Regions from separate parts of the Oryctolagus cuniculus genome. Here region 1 is linked to region 2. Evidence: chromatin contacts called from public Hi-C data. All regions are on one chromosome and are shown on one strand. The core of a region is the stretch at or near the end of the contact, and the rest is flanking DNA. Distances in the headings are between cores, read along the strand shown. Region 1 has its middle 29 kb from the start of NEK2. Region 2 has its middle 17 kb from the start of RD3.

What was found. Hi-C and Micro-C count contacts between places; a contact is called where the count stands out from the background.
Region 1: a contact with region 2 is called in a Hi-C map of liver, with 6 times the contacts expected there. The contact joins two enhancer-like sites. A contact is called at or near these places in 5 of 6 Hi-C or Micro-C datasets (ear pinna, embryonic fibroblasts, liver and 2 more).

Annotation. Positions count from the first base shown.
Region 1 is chr13:26,224,200-26,227,374 of mOryCun1.1, reverse strand. No RefSeq gene overlaps it. Among named protein-coding and RNA genes, the nearest start is that of NEK2, 29 kb to the left of the region's middle. Within about 2 kb of position 1,359, at least 1 of the 8 cell types and tissues checked has an H3K27ac peak or open chromatin away from gene starts, as enhancers often do.
Region 2 is chr13:26,102,430-26,105,843 of mOryCun1.1, reverse strand. No RefSeq gene overlaps it. Among named protein-coding and RNA genes, the nearest start is that of RD3, 17 kb to the right of the region's middle. Within about 2 kb of position 2,088, at least 1 of the 8 cell types and tissues checked has an H3K27ac peak or open chromatin away from gene starts, as enhancers often do.

The DNA.
Region 1 (3,175 bases), core at 110-2,609, 120 kb before region 2:
CCTTGACAGCACTGGTTACTTTGGAAGCTGGGCCAGGTGAAGGGCTGTTCATCTTAGAGCCAACAAGGTCTGTGGCTCTGACCTGAAGTCCTTTGACTCCAGGGCAGGTCCATTTCCAGTGACCCAACTCTTGGCTGGCAGAGCTGCCAGGGCTCTTCATAGGCTGACTTCTGCTGAAGCCCAGGCTTGCCACATTGAAAACCAGTGCAGCGGCCTGGCCTGCTGGTTCTCCTTGATGGCAGATCCCCGTATAGAGCAGCCATTAATTGGCCTGCCACCTACCTTTACATTGCTTTTGTGGCCTAGCTTCCTCTTCCTCCTGGTTTCTGTTAAAACAGACCAGAGAAAACCTTTAAGAAAATGTAAGTCAAGGGGGTGCTCTGACCATAATCTTTGGTGGCCTAAACTAGAAATCTGTAGACACAGGTGTGTTCTGATAGTGGTTTTTCTTTGAGGTAGCCAATGCCCATGAGGGAAGCTATGTCAAAATGATGAGCACCTCATCTAAAAAATGTTAAGTCATTAGTAAATCTCTCTCCCTTTGTTTGGTTTAAAAAGGGAGGTTTTGCCTGTTTACTATGCCCATGGCAAAGTAAATCTAGCTGAGAGTGCAAAGTCTCAGGTGTCACAGGTCCCAGGATCCCAAGATTCCCCGGGGTGGAGACTCGTTTCCCAGAAGCTTCCAAGATAAAAGTGATAAGCAAATGAGACTGAGAAGCGGGCAGGTGGCCAGCGTGGTACTAGAAGCCAGCTCAGGGAGGCCTGCGCCCGGAGGAGAGGGAGGGCTCCCACCACATAGACCTGTTGGGACAGGAGGAGAGGGAGGGCTCCCACCACATAGACCTGTTGGGACAGCTCCCGGCCGAGCAGCCTGTGCAGGATGAGCTGCAGATAATGGGCAGGTAGCTGCCCTGGTGAATCTTGGCTGGGACCCAGCTGGGCTGGCAGGGATGCCCTGAGGCTGGACCTCACTATTGCCTGCACAAGGCCAAAGCCGGTGGTGATGGGTGCAGGGCGCCTCACCAGGGCCACCTGCATCTGGCTGCTGAGGGGGCCTGGAAGTGGACACCCAGGTGCCAAGCCTTGGTGTGACCCATGCTTTCTGGCCACTGGCTCCATGGCTGTCGGCCCACAACGCAGAAACAAATTCACCAATTCCAGGGCGTGGGTGTGGGAGGGCCACAGGCAGCCAGCCCGCACCGCTGAGCTCTATTCTGGGCAGACCCTGTAGCAGCTGTAGGTACCCCTCTTCTCAGGGTTCTCATTGCAATTGCTAAACTAGCTGCATTTCACAGATGAGGCTCAGAAACACTGAGTGGAGATCTGAGCCAGGCTGTTCCCACTGTCCCCAGTCTGTGTCCTTGTGGAACCCACCCAGCAGGCCCTGGCCTCTGCCATGGACCTGCACTGCACTCCTCCGAGACCCCTCTTACGCCCAAAGTCCCCCCTGTGATGGCTGCCCAGCCTTGCTTCCTTGATGAAGTTCCTGTGGACCTTGGGAGAGCTGGGCATGGAGCTGACCTCCCTCTGCCTGCCTCTAACACAGGCCCACAGCCCTCCTTTCCCTCCAGGAAGTATACAGGCAATCACCAGCATTAGCAAGCATGAAGGTTCTAGAAGATTCTAGAATCAAACTGTGCTCTTGCAGCCTCCTGCTGGTTGGTGATCCTTGACTGTCTCTGAGAAGGTAACTGGAAGTCAAGCTAGACCCCAGCCTTCTCTTTCATTTCTGAGAGTTCACTTTAAGAGCCCCCACCCCCACCCCCACCTCTGCCTTTCCCCTGCTCTCCTCTGGTGAAGGTGAGGGGGGGAACTCTTCCCTTCTCAGGGGCACTGCTGGCCTCTCTTCCATCCTCCATCCCACCCATGGCCCTCCCCAGGGAAGCCAGCGTGGGGGCCTGATTTCTGGCTTGAAGGGAGCAGAGCTCCACCTCCGTGGTTTCAACCCCCCCCCCCAGCCTGTCAGAGAAGGGGCTGCAGCCCAGAGACCCTTGGGCACACAGCTCTGCTCTCCCAGAGGGAGGTGCGTGAAGCACCTCAGGCCCAACTTGTAGGACCCCCCAGGCTGGGGGAGGAGTTGACACCCAAGGGAGCCATCATGGGGTCACATAGTCCTGCCCCTGGAGATTTACTGCATGTGCCAGGTCCTAGAAAGGAGAGGAGCCTGGGCGTGCCCTGATTCATGGACTCTTATCTTTGTCTGGGTACCGCCTTAACCCCATTTGACCCTAGAGATGGAAGCTGTCCCAGGATCCACCTGTCAATGATATCTGGAAAAGGCAGATGATTGGCTTCTATTACTTTCATTTTCTAAGCTAAATCCATGGCTCAGGACAGTCTGTTTTCCTCTGCCCAGTGCGGGACAGTACGTGTGGCGATCTCCCCAGGGACACTGTGCCATGCAGGTGTCACTCACGGCTGCTGGGAGACCAGCGAGGCGGCAGCTCAGAGCCACGCACCCGGACAGGAAGCTCTATTTCACAAACGTGTCCAGTGAGCCCCAGCACCAGCGCTTACATGGTTTCCAGAATGCAGACAAGCACTGAGTACATGTTGGCTACGATGGTGCTTTATTATTTTTTCTTTTGACAGGCAGAGTGGACAGTGAGAGAGAGAGACAGAGAGAAAGGTCTTCCTTTGCCGTTGGTTCACCCTCCAATGGCCACTGCGGCTGGCGCACCACGCTGATCCGAAGGCAGGAGCTAGGTGCTTCTCCTGGTCTCCCATGGGGTGCAGAGCCCAAGCACTTGGGCCATCCTCCACTGCACTCCCTGGCCACAGCAGAGAGCTGGACTGGAAGAGGGGCAACCGGGACAGAATCCGGCGCCCAGACCGGGGCTAGAACCTGGTTGCCGGTACCTCTAGGCGGAGGATTAGCCTAGTGAGCCGCGGCGCCGGCCATGGCTTTAGAACCAAGACACTTCGGGGAGCCCAGTGGACCCCCGTGGCAGCTGGGTGGAGAAGAACCATGGCTCAGGCACAGTCAGTGCAGGGCACGGGGGCCAGGCGTGTCAAGACCCTGCCCTGAATGACAGAGTCCTGGGAAGACAGACAGAAAGCAAGGACCCGCACGGGATAGGCACTCAGTAAATATTTACTGCATTAATTACAAAAGCAGAAGTGGGGTGAGTTTATGCTAGGAATACGTGAAGCGCTGTGTGGGAGGTGAGGCCGA
Region 2 (3,414 bases), core at 839-3,338:
GTTGGTTTACTCCCCAACTGGCCACAATGGCTGGAGCTGCGCCAATCCAAAGCCAGGAGCCAGGTGCTTCTTCCAGGTCTCCCACGTGGGTGCAGGGGCCCACAGACGTGGGCCATCTTCTGCTGCTTTCCCAGGCCATAGCAGAGAGCTGGATGGGAAGTGGAGCAGCGGGGACTAGAACTGGTGCCCATATGGGATACTGGCACTGCATGCGGAGGATTAACCTACTGCGCCACGGCACCAGCCCCGGGAAAAGGTTTATTGGCTGGTGGGAGAAACCCTACAGGCCGCCTCCCCACGTGTGAGAACAGCAGCCTGTGCTGGGAGAACAGGTTTTATACAGCTCTGCAGAGGGAAGGAGGTGGGAGCAGCAAATCCCATCAGGGTGGGGGTGGAGCTGACGCTGGTGACTGGGCCATTGGTCACCTGACTCCTAATAAGCCAGGCTGGGTTTAGGAAGATGGTACCATTTTACTAACATTCCCTCTTTTGTTTTTTATAAAGCACGTGTTGTATGGGACTGCATTGGCCCCAAAGGTCCAGGAGGGGTGGTGGGACGATGATCTATCTTCTAGGGCTGCTTCCTGCAGACATGGGGCGATGGGCTACTCTCCATTGGCATGGGGCCATGTCTAAAGTCGTGATGTCCGGGTGGGGAGCCGAGTAGATGCCTGTAGCAGCACTCGGCTGACCGCCTGGTTGCTGAAGACTTTGGTCTATTCCATTATCACCTCCAGACACTGCTGGTGAAGTGATTTGGCTTTGGAGACCCGGGATGGCATCAGCTGGGTCTCAGTGGTCCTTGCGACCTCTTGTAACTGGTGGAGGTGCTTGGAGTGGGTTGGTGGAGAGAACGTTGTGGCCCGAAGCTGATCCCAGCCAAGACTGGGAGAAAGGCCGCTCGTCTCCTGCGGATAGAGGGGTTTTCTGCAGAAAACTCTCAGAACTTGGGAGGGCCGGTGTGGATGGAAGGAGGTCCGGGGGTGAGTTTTGCCGGTGGCAGAAGTCCAGGATCCTGAAGCAGCTCACATCCCCGAGGGGAGAGCCTGGTCCCCGACACTAAACACCGGAGTTAAGGAAGAGGTTTATTGTCGGGATGGGGGAAACCCGACAGGTGCCTCCCTGTGCACGAGAGAACAGCCCCTGTCCATTTCTTTATTCCACGCTTTCCAGACAGGACTGCGCAAGGGGCTGACCGGCCCGCCAGCCAGCCTCGGCTCCCTGAATAACCGCGCAAGCCACCCCCGGGGAGGCACGCCCTGGCCGCTCCGGCCCTGCCCCGGGCGGCCTCCCGAGGGCCGGGGCGGGCGCCCCCTGTTGGCCTGCCGCGGCAGCGCGCAGGGGGCAGCTCCCGAGAGGCGAAGGCCACTTGGCGGCGGGGACCCGGCCGTTCCGGCCCGGGCTGCGAGGTCCTGGCCGCGGTGACTCAGCGCGCAGAGCCCCAGGGCGGCACTGCCCCCGGCCGCCCCGTTACGCCAGAGGTTAATGATTAACACCCGCTCTCGGCCTGAGACGGACCGGGTGCGTGTGCCCGCGGGAAGCCGAGGCTCGAGCAGGAGTGGCCGTGGGCTCCAGGTGGCGCTTGGGCCGGGGCGGCTATTGGCAGGGAGGCGGTCCAGCTGGGAGTATGTGTCCTCCCTCTGCGCCCTCCTCCCCTGTCCGGGTGCCCGCAGGTGCACGCGGACCCTGCCCCAGGGCGCCCGCACGGAAACACTGGGCTCCTCGTGCCGGGGCCAGACGCGCAGGTCAGAGGCAGAGGCGAGCCAAGCCCTGCCCACACTTTCTCCCCAGCCCTCTGGGTCAGGGGGATGCGGAGTGTCCATGCTCCTGCTGCTCCGCACGCGCGCGGCCACCCGTGGGCTCCGGGGTCGGCCGACCCGCGTCCGGCTCTCGGAGAGCAGGGGCGACCCACGGAAAGGGAGCGACACGGAAAAGCGCAAAGTCGGAGAGCTCTGGGCCGGAGTGGACGTCCTCCGGAACTGGCCGAGGCTTGCCCGCCTGCGGGGTCGCTGAGCACGCACGCGCCTGGCCGCTCCGGGGCAAGCGCTGGGCTTTTCCCTCGCCTGCACCCAGCGCGGGCCGTGGGCCCGGGACCGGCCCCGGGCCGGACCAGAGACCGAGCCTCGCAGGGCGTGCGCAGTTCCTCCCGGCCTCACCACAAGAGGGCGCCACCGCTCACAGTTAGAGGCCCGCGGGCCGGGCGCACCAGGGATTCCCAGGCAGGCCGGGGTTCAAGAGCCACTGGTTGGTCCACTCGCGGTCCGGCTGCTCCCTGAGTTCTTCCCTTTCCGCAGGCGGTCGAGGCATCCATCCGGAATTCCCACCCTGCTGCTGCCCATGGTAGGGACCCGGATCCCAGAGCTTCAGTTTCCTCCATGGCAAAATAGTGCCCAGCAACAGGGCTGGGATGAGGCTAAGACCGCGTCCTCCAAGAGGCGGGCGCGCTGCCATTCTGAGCGACGACCTCTACACGCAGCTGGGTCTGAGGCTTCCAGCTTCTCCCTCTGCTTCTCTCTGCCACTCCCGGTCTGTCCCCGCCTAGAACCAGCGGTCAGCACCCAGGGACAGCCTCGTTCGGTGCAGTGGCTGTGGCACCGCAGTAGCCTGGCTGAGGCTGGGTGCGCATCCTGCTCCAGACCGTGGCTAAGGGGCCTCACCTGTGTGAGTCAGCAGCCCAAGGAAGCTTGTGTTACCATAAGTGCTGATCCGGAAACGGATGAGGCGCAGAGGGAGAGGACATGATTTGCCTAAATCGTGTAGCTGGCTCCCAGTAGGGCAGGACTCGGACTTGGGGGGCCCAGCACGCACCCTCGCTGGGAGTGGGTGCACGATGCTGCCTCCCCCGAGGCACGGTTCCCAGGCCCCCGCAGGGTGAGAAGCGGTGGAAAGACCGTGGGTTGGGATGCAGAGCCTCGGCTTTGCCGTTTTCCAAGTGCGTGAGCAGAGTGCATCACTTAACCTCTCAGGTGGAGTCACAGATGCACGAGGGATTTCCTTAGGTAACGAATACAACAAAGTGTCATATAGAGGAGGTGCTTGATACGCTCGGATTTAGTGTTTGCAAAGAGGATCCTGGGATCCAGAGAGACAAACACATGGCCCCCTGTCCGCATGTGCCCCTGAGAGGAGTGGGACCAGGCAGGACCTGGCCCTTGCTCACTGCAGCTTCCCCAGGAGGACCCTGCCTGACCACCAGGGGTCGCTAGTGGCAGGCTGCTCACCTGTTTCCCAGCGGTGTGGCCTTGGACTTTTTGGAGTCCTCTGTGGAGACTCTGCCATGCCTCCTGGGTCGCATAAGTCCAAGCCCCGCTACTGAACCTTGGCCACGCCCCCGATGCCTTACCCAACTCTGTCTGGCATGCAGTGTGCAGTGTGGAGGCCTTGCAGATCTGAGTTCGAATCCTGATTATGTTT